Regions from separate parts of the Ovis aries genome. Here region 2 is linked to region 1. A link is a contact called in public Hi-C data. All regions are on one chromosome and are shown on one strand. Each heading gives the region's core, a stretch centred on a gene start, on an enhancer-like site or on the middle of the called end of the contact. The rest is flanking DNA. Distances are from core to core; before and after follow the strand shown.

Region 1 (5,843 bases), core at 2,130-4,629:
GGAAAAGCAATAGTTGGGGCCCCCAGGCTGAGCCCTGTACTCTCCCAACTCCTAGGTCAAATATCCCCAGCTGGGCCAGTTCCAGGGCACATGTGGAGTTTGGATCTGGGGAACAGGAGGGCCCTTATGCAGTGCTGCCTCACCTCAAGCCCCATGTGCTCTGTCACTTCAGTCATGTCTGACTCTTTCTCGATCCCATGCACTGTAGCCCACCAGGCTTCTCTGTCCATGGGATTCTCCAGGGAACAGTACTGGAGTGGGTTGCCATTTCCTTCTCCAGGGGATCTTCCTGACCCAGGGCTTGAACCCTGCATTGCAGGCAGATTCTTTACTTGCCTGTTTCCTGCATTGTAGGCAGATTCTTTACCCCTGAGCCACTGGAGAATCCCCGTATCACTTAAGAAATTGAGATCCAGGGAGGTGAAGTGACAGTTTTAAGGTCTCAAATGGCAGAACCCTCATGGATTTCTGCCATCTGAAACAAAGACTGGGGCGTGTGTGTGTGTGAGCCCCACCAAGACCACTGCGTGTGTGCGTGCCTGTGTGCGCGTGTGTGAAGGGTGGGCTCCCCTGCCTGCCCTCACCTGCCATCCACCCTCCCCGCAGGCCGCCTGGTGGACGCGCTCAAGAACTACGAGATCATCTTCTACCTGGCAGGCTCCGAGGTGGCCCTGGCGGGGATCTTCATGGCTGTGGCCACCTACTGTTGCCTGCGCCGCCCCAGGGATGGCCCACCCAGCCCAGGCACCGAGGGCGGGGCCGGCGATGAGGAGGAGGCTGAGGCCGAAGTGGACTCTGACCTCCCGCCCGCCGGCACCAAGGAGCCCGGTGGCCTCGAGGCCGTGGAGGTGCCAAGCCCAGGCACTGGGCCTTTGCAACCCGAGGTGAAGACGGAGCCAGGGCTGGACTCTTGAGTCTGTGTAGCGCCGGGTGGCAGGAACTTCGGAAATGGGGCTTCCCCTCTCAGAGCCCCCACACCAGGTGGGGTGGGGGGCTGCTCCTGGGGGTCACCTCTGGGGGTCCATGAGGGGAGCTGCCCCCCTCAACTGCCCTGGGTGGCCCTGGTCCTGCCAGTGAAGCTGCTGTTGCACGGCCTGTGTGAATCTGAAGTTCATAAAACTGAGCTGACAAAGAGTTCTGTTTCTGCATCTCTGGCTGCTCCCTGGGGGTGGGGGGCGGGGGGCCAGGAGGGAGTCTGAGAGGTTCTCCCCCGGGGGCCTCTGATGGGAGCTGGCGGGCACTGGGGATGGAGTGGCAGAGGTGGAGGATGGCAGGGGAAGGTGTCCTCGATCCCGGCCCTGCGCACTGAAGCCCGGCCAGCAAGTGCCACTGGAGGGGCCCAAGGCAGAGAACGGGCGCACACGTCCCAGAGCAGTGGGCCGGGGCTGGATCCCGGCTCCCCTGTGTGTAGGCAAGCTTATGTGGCTCCATAACTCCATCTTGTGGCTGGGAGAGCTGGGGCTGAGGGTCGAGGGATGGCACCTACCTTGCCCCCTCACCTTTCTAAAAGGGACCCTCTCTCTAGAGACCCGGCCTCCTCTCTCTAGGGGATAAACTCGGGTTTCCTGGGGCCTTTGCTCTGGACACGTGTCCCTGTGGACACATGGCTGCTGGCCTCCCTTCCCCAGCTTCCCAGGAGTCCTAGAGAGAGCTCCTCAATGGCACTCTTTTTTTTAACTTGACTGCGGTTGGGTCTTAGTTGTCGGAGGTGGGGGTCTTCCTTGCATCACGCCAGATCTTTGCTGGCTGTGGCGCACCAGCTCTCCAGTGGTGCTGCAGGGGCTCAGCAGCTGCGGGCTTGTGGGGTTAGTTGTTCCACAGCACAGTGGGATCCTAGTTCCCTGACCAGGGACTGAACCCCGGCCGTGGCCGTCTGCATTGCAAGGTGGATTCTTAACCACTGAACCGCTAGGGAAGTCCCCCCCATCCGCCCAGTCAGTGGTACAGGGAGTCCAGTGCGGGGAGCTCCAGGTCTCACCCTGACTAGGAAGGTTTAGGGATGTATTTTCCCTTACATGTTCACCCTTTTCCCACAAATGGGACACCCCTTTTTTTGCTTCCCTCCCTCCAAATCAGGTGACCAGGGCCTATGACTCCATTCATCCACACTCCGCAGGAGAACCCATCCCCCTGGTGAGCCCTCCCCACTGGTCTCATTTTCCATCCATGCCCCGGGAAAACCCCAGCACATACCCGGCCGACTGACACTGTGTCTGCGGTTTCCCCGAGCCACTAGAGCGGTGACTACATCTTATTTAATGAATATAGACCCGACTGTGCCAGGCACCATGCTGTGCTCTTCACAAAGGTTAACTCATCCTCCTAAGGACCCAAGGAGGAAGGTACCCTCACTAGCCACACTCACAGGTAGGGAAACTGAGGCCCAGGAGGTTAGGAGGTAGCTCAGGGTCACAGGAGCTGTGCCTCAAACCTAGGCTGCCAGCTCGTCTGTGCCCTTGGCCTCCCTGCTGGCTGACCCTTCAGAGAGGTGATGCAGTCTGATGGCTCGAAGGGAGCACACACAGTGACAGCTGGCCCCCCTCTCCAAGCTCCCAATCCTGCCTGAGGATCCCATTGGCATCTCTGCCCGAGACCCACACATGCAAACCTAATAAGCAGGAAACCACCCCCTCCTTGGCCACTGTGGGCTCTACCCACCTCTCACAGCCTCTTGCACCCCTCCTGTTCTCCGGATGAGCACAAATTTCATTTTCCAAACAGGGACACACTGATGGTGACAAGGGTCACTATGAATAATCCCACTAGGATCATAGGTGTGGGCCAGAGCTGTCCAGGAGAAGCAAAGACATGGAGTACTAGCGTGGCACCACCCACTGGGTCCCTCCCCTTTGGCCCTGGCAGAACAGGTGGCCTGGGATGGCCAAGGCACCCTTAACTCTCTCCTCATTTGGGGCCTTGGATCTGCCTGACCCAGTATCTGTCCCGTCTTTTCCCAAATAAAGGTTTAGTTCAAGGGTCACAGAGGAGAGAGGATATAAAAGGCTCCACAGAGCAGAAAGCCTGGGAGGCAGTGGGGAAAGTGGAGTCTTCTGAACTTGACAGCTCTGAGTCCAAATCTCACTTCTTCCCCATACACCAAGGGGCCTTGAGCAAGTCTCTTCTTGGCCTCAGTTTCCCATCTGTACATGGGGACAGCAGTGTTCATCCAAAGAACTGCTGTGAGGAGTCAGTGCCATAATGGCAATGTTGGTGAGCCCCTCTCCAATGGTGTTGCCCCTCTCCGTGATCAGGGCAGCAGAAGAGGGGACATCGAGGGGAGAGAGGGTCTGAGGCCACTGCAAAGAGCCTGGCTCCATCTGGGTTTGTGTTTATTCAATACAGGCCCAGTGCCCAGGCCTCCCCAGGGAAGTGGCTGAGCCAGGGGAATAAAATAAATAAAGGCTGCCGAGGTGAGTGTGGACGGGGGTGGGGCCAGCCTAAAGAGAGGCGAGGGTGCAACGCTGGCCCCAGCTCGGCTGGCCACCCGCGGGCCCCCCGACTCCTGGCAGGCTCGGGGTGGGGCCGGCGGAGGTGCCCACGAGCAACGAATCCTGGAATCCTGCCACCTCTGACCCCTCTTCCTTTCTGCCCTCTCTCTCCTTCCTAAGGTAGGTCGGGAGACTAAGCTCTCTGGCTGGCTGGGGAGCTGGGGGTGGAGGTGAGGGGTGGAGAGGGAGGGGGCCAGGGCCGAGGGCCCAGGCCACGGCCCCAGAGCTCATCCTGGGCGGGCAACCCGGGTTCGCCGTGCAGGACAGAGCAGCAGGGAGGCACGCGCCCCAAGCCAGCAGGCCTTTATGCGCTGCACACCCTGTCGTGCGGCGGCCCTGCCCCCGCTCCCGAGCTGCGTCCTCCCGCTCACCCTGCCCCCCGGACCCACACCCCGAGGGGGCACTCAGGAGTTACACCAGCTCCCGCCCTTGTCCAGGGGCCCGGCAGCCCCTCGCGAATCCCTGGGCGGCTCCCCGGCTGCCGTGTCCTCCTCGTCTTCATCCTCCTCGTCCTCGCCGTCCGTGAACTCGTCCTGGCTGAGGCCGTAGGCCAGCGTGGTGTGAGCCAGGTCCACCTCGATGGGGAAGACGTCGGCGCCACGCAGCACCGAGTAGCAGTCGTTGTAGTACTTGGACATGGTGGACACGAAGCGCTGCAGCTGGAACACGATGTCCTGGACTGGGGCGCGAGGGGCAGCAGACAGCGCCGGTGGGCCAGGCTGCCTGCACACAGGGCCCCACCGACTCCGCCACCCTTGGGCTTCCCTTTCATGCACCTCACTGCCCCCTGGCACCCTCGGAGGGGGCCAGGCCAGCCAGGGCTGCCCAGCCCTGCACAGTACCCAGGCCTCCCCGCTCCCAGTTCAGGGAGTAGAAGAGAACTGCCAGGGTGGGGTAGGGCTTGGGGATGGTGGGACTACACCCCAAGGAGTCCACGGGACACGGCCAGTCCCACCCTGGCCAGGCTCTGGGACGCTCCCATCTCGGGTCTGACTCAGAGTCAGTCTGCCACGGGCTGTCCCTGGGAGCTCGGGTGAGTGCTGGACCTCTCTGAAATGGGGAGGAGGATGGTGTCGGGGGGCCTCGCAGCCCCTCACCATGCTTCTGGTCGAGCAGCTCCATCTTTTCCAACACGTCTTTGCGCATCTGGGAGAAGCGGGCGCGGGCCTCCTGACGGCAGCGCAGGATCAGGCGGTACTCGTAGTTGCCTGTGCTCACGCGGTACAGGGGTTCCCCGAGGGCCTGGGCCCGGGGGAAGCACGTCAGGGACCCTGGGCAGGCGGCAGGGGTCGGGGGGTGGCGGCAGAGAGGCTGCAGAGAACCCGCCAGTTCGCAACCCCCCCACCACACGGCACTTTTCAAAGCTGCCACCGTTCCCCGTTTCTGAGACGCCTGCAGTTGCTAGAAGTGCTTAGGGATAGCTTTGTGAAAACAAGAACAAAAAAAAACCCCAGACTCTTGCCACATTAAATGAGTGTTGAGTCACAGATGGACCCTGCTATCAAAAATATTACAAAGTAGCAAGTGAAAAAAACCCAGCTCTCAGGAGTGAGAGGAAGGGCATTTTTTTTTTCCTGCAGGAGCCTCACCAAGTCTAGAGGGCAGCTGGTCTGGGAGCAGGCAGTGGGGATGGTTCCACGGCAAAAATGGCCAGCACTTGGGAGGCCTGCAGAGGCCACAGGGAGGGACGGAAGGACAGCCCCCAGATCTGCACAAACAGGAGCCTGGCCAAGTCCCCAGGCCTCTCCTGGGCAGGCCCGCCCCACCCCGTGTCCCTGGCAGGCCCAGGACGCTCTTGGGGCTCTGTGAGGCAGGCAGGGAGAGGCGTGTGCACCCCGAGCCACTCCAGGACCAGGGCCGTGCTCCCCCACCCCACTCACAATGCAGCTGTACTCCTCGTCGTCCATCTCCTTGACCTTCAGGCAGTAGGACTGTGGGGCGGGTGAGGCCAGGCTGTCAGGGGGGCTGCACCACCTGGGCGCGCACCCTGATGGCCCCAGTTCCTCCCATGCCCCCCTGGAGCCCTCGGCCACCCAGAGGAGCAGCCGTGCCAGGCCTTGTGGGCCCTGCACACCCTGAGCTGGAAAGAGCTGAGACGTGTGGGGAGAGGCTGGCCCTTGCCCTGGAGGCTCAGGGTGGTGAGGGCACTCATCAGGGACGATGGAAAGGGCCCGAGAGCCCAGCGTTTACACCCAAGTCCCAACAGATGCTCTGGGCTAAAGGATTCAGGATCCAAAGAACTTGAGGAAGCCCCTGAAGACCCACGTTACACATGGGTCTATCGAAGGCTCTGACAAGTCCTGAAGCAAAGGACCTGGGTGGGCCTGCTCAGTGGAGTATTTTTCCTCAACTCCT
Region 2 (5,621 bases), core at 1,057-3,556, 240 kb before region 1:
GCCATTTGCCAAGGCAGCATTGCCCAATGGTTAGCTCCCACATCAGTAGTCAAGATGCCTGTTTCAACAAGACCCTCCCTCCCTGAGCCTCCACATCCCCAAATGTATCAGATAGTAACGGTACCTGGTGCTCAGGGCAGTGATGCTGTGTGTCAAGAGTAATGAGAGGAGGGACTTGGTGGTCCAGTCGTTAAGACCCCACGCTTCCAATGCAGGGGGTGCGGGTTCGATCCCTGGTTGGGGAAATAGGATTCCATGTGCCATGTGGGGTGGACCAAAAGATTTAAGAAAAGGGGGGGGGGACAGTAATGATGGGGACAGAGCAGCCTCTTTAATAAATGCTTGTTTCCTTCCAGAAGACAAGTCCTTGCCAGGAGCAGACACAACGGGAACAGGGAGACTTTTCCAGCATAGACAGGCTGGGCGCCGGGCCAACAGGAAGGAATTGAGGGTGGGAAGGGGGCTTTGTTATCTCTCTTCTGTCTCAGGCAGAGATCTCTCCAGGCTGGGGTTCGGGGGCCTCTGGGGCCTGAGAGAGCAGCTGTAAGTACAGCATCTTTTGGTCCAGTGCTCAGGGACCCTGGTGGTAGGGGAGTCAAACGGCTCACTCTGGATCTCTCTGAATCCGTCCTTACCTTCAAAGCAAGCCTCCTCCAGGCTGTTCCAATCAGAAGGGGAAAGGGAGCGGTGCTCATTTCCTGCCAGGCTTACAAGCCAGCTGCCGCTTGCTCTGGCACCGTCATACCTCTTAAAATCTAAATCTTCCCAACCCCTTCTAAAGGAAGCTATTTCACATCATTTCACAGGTGAGCAGCTGAGACAGGCTTCCCAGGTGGCGCTAGTGGTAAAGAAGTGAAAGTTGCTCAGTCGTGTCCGACTCTTTGCAACCCCACAGACTATACAGTCCATGGAATTCTCCAGGCCAGAATACTGGAGTGGGTAGCCTTTCCCTTCTCTAGGGGATCTTCCCAACCCAGGGATCGAACGCAGGTCTCCCACATTACAGTCGGATTCTTTACCAGCTGAGCCACAAGGGAAGCCCAAGAATACTGGAGTGGGTAGCCTATCCCTTCTCCAGTGGATCTTCTTGACCAGGAAATCAAACCAGGATCTCCTGCATTGCAGGCGGATTCTTTACCAACTGAGCTATGAGGGAAGCCCTACCCATCTGCAAATGCAGAAGTATGAGACACAGGTTTGATCCCTGTTTAGGGAAGATTCCCTGGAGGAGGGCATGGCAACTCACTCCAGTATTCTTACCTGGAGAGTCCCACGGACAGAGAAGCCCGGCAGGCCACAGCACAGTCCACAGGGTTGCACAGAGTTGGACACAACTGAGTGACTGGGTACACACAGAGCTGAGACTTGGGGAGGTGAAGAGATGTACTCAAGGCTACACAGGGTATCAGCGGCCGACTATTTGTCTCCACAGGGGCTCTGAGCCTCCCCTGTCCTCTCCTTGGGACTCTTCCCCAAGATCCTGGATCTCTGGAAGGTAAAGATCCAGGGCCATGGTGGGGCTGGGATAGCTGAGTTCCTGTAGCTCAGACACTCAGCACCCAGCAATCCTGGCTGATCTGATCTCTCTCCTCCTCGCTCTAGGCCTCAATGATCTCATCTGTCAAATGGGTAGATTACCTCACCTGTCACAGGAAGGACATCTGTGATTACAGTCCATCCTGGGCTCCTCCCCCTGGCTTCCCCAACTCCTCCAGCTCAGAAGGCCCCAACAGCTCAGTACCCCCATCTGGCCTTCTCTCAGGCACCCAGTCCCACAACCGCCATCTCCTGGACCAGAGTCCTGAGCTGCCCCTGGACGTTGCCCCTTCCTTGCCCTCGAACACAGTCACGAAGTTCCGTAGCTTCTCCCAGCAAAGAGCTCAGGTGGCTTCCTCTCTCACAAAGCTGCAAGCTCTTCAAGAGTGCGCCCCAGCCAGAGCCTTAGGGTGAGCCACTGAGTCCTGGGAACCCTCTCTGGTTGCAAAGCCTCATGATTTTCAGGCCAGCACACCAATCAGGCAGATTCTTGATGGACCCCTCCAAGGCAGAGAGATGGGTCACCGGCCCTCGGGGCCACTGGTTCAAATGACATCGCCTCTCAGAAGCATCCCTAGTTTCCCAGTTGTACGTGAACGTGTTCAGGGCCCTTCTCGGGGTCGCAGTCTCAGTCCCGGGAGTTTCAGGGCGGTCAGGGCCTATTTTCTCTCTGCCCATGGCCCTCGCGTCGCCCTAGGCTTGGCCCCAATGAGCACCCGCTCTCCGCCTGACCCAGACCGAGCAGCACCACCGCGACCCGCCTGCAGCGCCCAAGGTGGCCACTTGAGGGCAGCAGGTGAGCGCCCTCTGTGCCGCGCTCCTGCCCGCCGCCCGAGTTCTAGCGCGGGGAGGCAGCTGAGATGAGGCTAGAGAGAAAGCTTCCGGGGGTGGGCGAGGGGAAAGGCGGGTCGTGGGGTGGAGGGGACGTGGACTTGGGTCTGGCCTGGCCCTGACTCCCCCCGCGGACCTAGAAGATCTACGGAGCCTCACTTTTCCCATCAAGCAAATGGACTATGCCATCTGCAAGGACCTTAAAAAAAAAAAAAAGAATCTATATTGTCTATTTATTTACTTATTTGACTACCCTGGGTCTTAGTTGTGGCATGAAGGCTGCTTATTTGCTTTTCATTCAGGATCTAGTTCCCGACCAGGGACGGGACCCAGACCCCCTGTTCTGGGAGCCGAGTCTTACCCATTGTGCCACAAGGAAACCCCTGCAAGGGCGTTTTTGACCCTGGTAATCCCTGAACTCGGGGCTTCCCTGGTGGCTTAGAGGTTAAAGTATCTGCCCACAGCCTTGACACAGCGGCTTGCCCCACAATACCCCTCCCTTGTGACGACTGAGCTGAGCTCAGTAGCTCAGCAGAGAAGCTCAGATCAACACAGAGCAGGCAGGCCCCATGGACAGTGTCAAGATTCCCTCCAGTGCTGCAGGAGGGCTGCACCAGGACCAGGACCCTGAGCTGCCCACCACTGACTTCCTTGACTTGAACCAGCTCACTGTAAAACTCATTCACTGCCTCCTGAGGGTCTGCACCAGGAGCCTCTCCCTCAAGAGGGAGGAGGAAGCCAGGGGTGGCCTCCGCAGTCCCTGAGCATGGCCCTTCTCAAGAGCACAGATGGCAGCCCGGGCAGGCTGAAGAAGATACTGATGTTCAGAGTGGGTCAGAGGTGCGGCCAGGACTTGAACCTCCCTCTCTCCAGGCTGGCTATACCTCTGAGCTGCCCCCTACCCGCCTCAGAACAGGAGAGGAGGGCAGAGGGGATATCTGCTGAGACTCTGCCTGGAGCCTGGCCCAGACCTCGCCTCACTGGATGTTCCAGCTGCTCTGAGAAGCGGTGCCATACCAGGTAGACATGAGCCCTGAGCCCCGGCCACCAGGAAGGAGCACAGACTGGGGTTTGAAGCCAGGTCAGCTTGGCTCCCAGCCCTAGCACGGAAGCTAGGGTCTGACCTGTCTCCTACAGGGACCCTGCAAGCTGCTTCCCCATGTGACCCCAGAAATCAGCAAGGGGAACAGCTTTTTTTTTTCCTTTCAATTTTCATTAAAAAAAAAAAAGTGCAACTGAATTCAGGGAATCCTAGCATTTTACGGACCTCCCGCCTCAGCTATCACACACAGCTATGCCCTCTGAGAAGACCCTCAGGTCAGTCTTCTAAAAACCTCCTGGGACCCCCACAGTCTGCAAGATACTATCCAGAAGCTTTGGTCTGGCACTCAAGGCTCCTGGCCCCAGGAGACCTCTGCCATCACTCCTCTGGGGGTTGCACCAGACCCTGTACCCAGCGCCCACCTTCCCGGTTCTGGAAGTCCTGCTCCCGCCCTCATCCCATGCCCTCGCACTCCTCCCCCAGGAGCACCCTCCCCCGTCCTCCAGGGGTGACCTGGCTTCCCCTTCTGAGTGCCTCCTGTCTGGCTCACTGGGGAACCTTCCCTGGAGACCCACAGGGCAGGGCTGAGTCTCCACCAACTCCAGGCCCTTCCTGGTGCCAGTGCACAGAAGGGGCTCGGGTGGAATGTGCTGAGGGATTGGTATAAAGCAGCTCTCCTGTCCACCCTCTTAACTCAGTGGGAGCAAGTGACTGGTAGAGAGTTAAGTGTCAGGAGCCCTGAGTTTCTGCCCTGAGATTTGCTTTGTGACCTTCAGGCAAGTGTCTCTCCTCTATGGACTCTGGTTACAGCCTTCTAGGAAATGTGGCCTCCTGGGAAGTCAGTTCCATGGAACTCGCTCCATCTGAGAGCCTTAAGGGCGGGGCAGGCAGAATCATCAAGGGCCATGACCTTATTGACAGGGCCAAGGCCATCATCCCCATGGTGGAGTTTTCTAGGTGCTCACACACTGCCCCCTCCCCCACACCCCAAGCTATGCCCAGCACTTAGCTGAACCCGCCCTGGGCTGTTAGAATGCCAGGGAGGGGCCAGAGCTCCACCCCTGCCGCCATCATGCTCTTCATCACTACCATCATCTTCATTACCACCATCATCCCCGTCATCATCAAGAAGTTGAAAGAATTTCCTTCTCTGGAGGGCCCATCTCTGGCTGGAGACAAGCTTGCTCTCTGTACACACAGTGGGCTGGACAAGAAGACCTTTTTAGACCCCTGGGAGGGGGTGGAGGGAAGCCCCTGTGAGTCTTTGTCCCCGACCTTCTCAGAGGTGCAAGGGAGGATCCCCACTTTACTGAGGATCCGGTGTGTGCTCGGCATAGGGCTCTAGCTCCTTAAGCTTCAGGGCAGAATTCTTTCCCCATCTGAAGTGGCGGCTCAGAGAGGTCACGGTTGCACAGGTGTGAGTGCACGGGGTGGGGGTGCTCAAACTCTAGTCTTCTCACCTGCAGTTTACTCACCCCCAGTGATCCCGCATGCTGCGAGGCCGTGCAGTTTTAGGAACCAGGCTCAGGAGCCTTCCTGCCCGGGTTCAAAGCCAGCTCTGGCTCTTTCCAATCATGTGCCCTTGAGCAAATCATGGCCCTCAACATCAGAGTTCTCCAGCCATTAACTGGGGATGCTAACAGCACCCGCTCCCAGGTTGGCATGAGGGCCGGGGCAGCCTATGGAAAGCACGTAGATCAGAGCCCGAGCCGGGCACATGGCCAGGCACCGATAAGCCTTGGCCAGCAGGATTAACATTTCCCTGCCAGGCAAACTCCTCTCCCTCTTCCTCGCCGACTACCCACCCAGGCCAAGCCGCCCTCTCCCTCCTTGGGAGCTTTTCTCATTCTCCAGGGTGAGGGACACTTATCCCCCTGCGCCTCGTCGTGGCAGCCCGTGCCCCTTCTGAGACTGGCGGGTGGCAGTGTCCTGCCAGGCCCCTGCCCGCCTCTCAGGCCCAGCCCAGGGCTAGCCCTGGCAGGTCTACTGATGGTAGAACGGGTGAGTCCACATCCATTTCTTCCTCCCACGACTGCCAGTCACCTCCTCACCTCCCAGGACTTTGTGGAATCTTCCCTGACCTTCTACTGCCTCATCTCACAGCTCAAGCCTTGGGCTCCGCAGACCTTCCCAGCCCTCCTCCCTCTACACTTCAAACTGTCTCTACAGTCTCTCCTCTGCCCTGCACACCTCCTGACCTCAGCCCTGCCCT

What was found. Hi-C and Micro-C count contacts between places; a contact is called where the count stands out from the background.
Region 2: a Hi-C map of liver shows a contact between it and region 1, with 4 times the contacts expected there. The contact joins two enhancer-like sites. A contact is called at or near these places in 3 of 16 Hi-C or Micro-C datasets (blood, liver and tail adipose tissue).

What each region holds. Positions count from the first base shown.
Region 1 is chr3:215,679,112-215,684,954 of ARS-UI_Ramb_v3.0, reverse strand. PICK1 (protein interacting with PRKCA 1) reads right to left here. Exons shown (of 13, transcript XM_027968100.2): 11 at 5,369-5,419; 12 at 4,586-4,730; 13 at 3,313-4,167. The coding sequence ends at 3,893. It overlaps SLC16A8 (solute carrier family 16 member 8), which reads left to right. Exons shown (of 4, transcript XM_027965997.2): 4 at 607-1,101. The coding sequence ends at 914. Among named protein-coding and RNA genes, the nearest start is that of SLC16A8, 6.7 kb to the left of the region's middle. Within about 2 kb of position 3,379, at least 4 of the 54 cell types and tissues checked have an H3K27ac peak or open chromatin away from gene starts, as enhancers often do. A contact at or near this core is called in liver, where this site is marked.
Region 2 is chr3:215,917,751-215,923,371 of ARS-UI_Ramb_v3.0, reverse strand. No RefSeq gene overlaps it. Among named protein-coding and RNA genes, the nearest start is that of TRNAW-CCA, 7.3 kb to the right of the region's middle. Within about 2 kb of position 2,306, at least 1 of the 54 cell types and tissues checked has an H3K27ac peak or open chromatin away from gene starts, as enhancers often do. A contact at or near this core is called in liver, where this site is marked.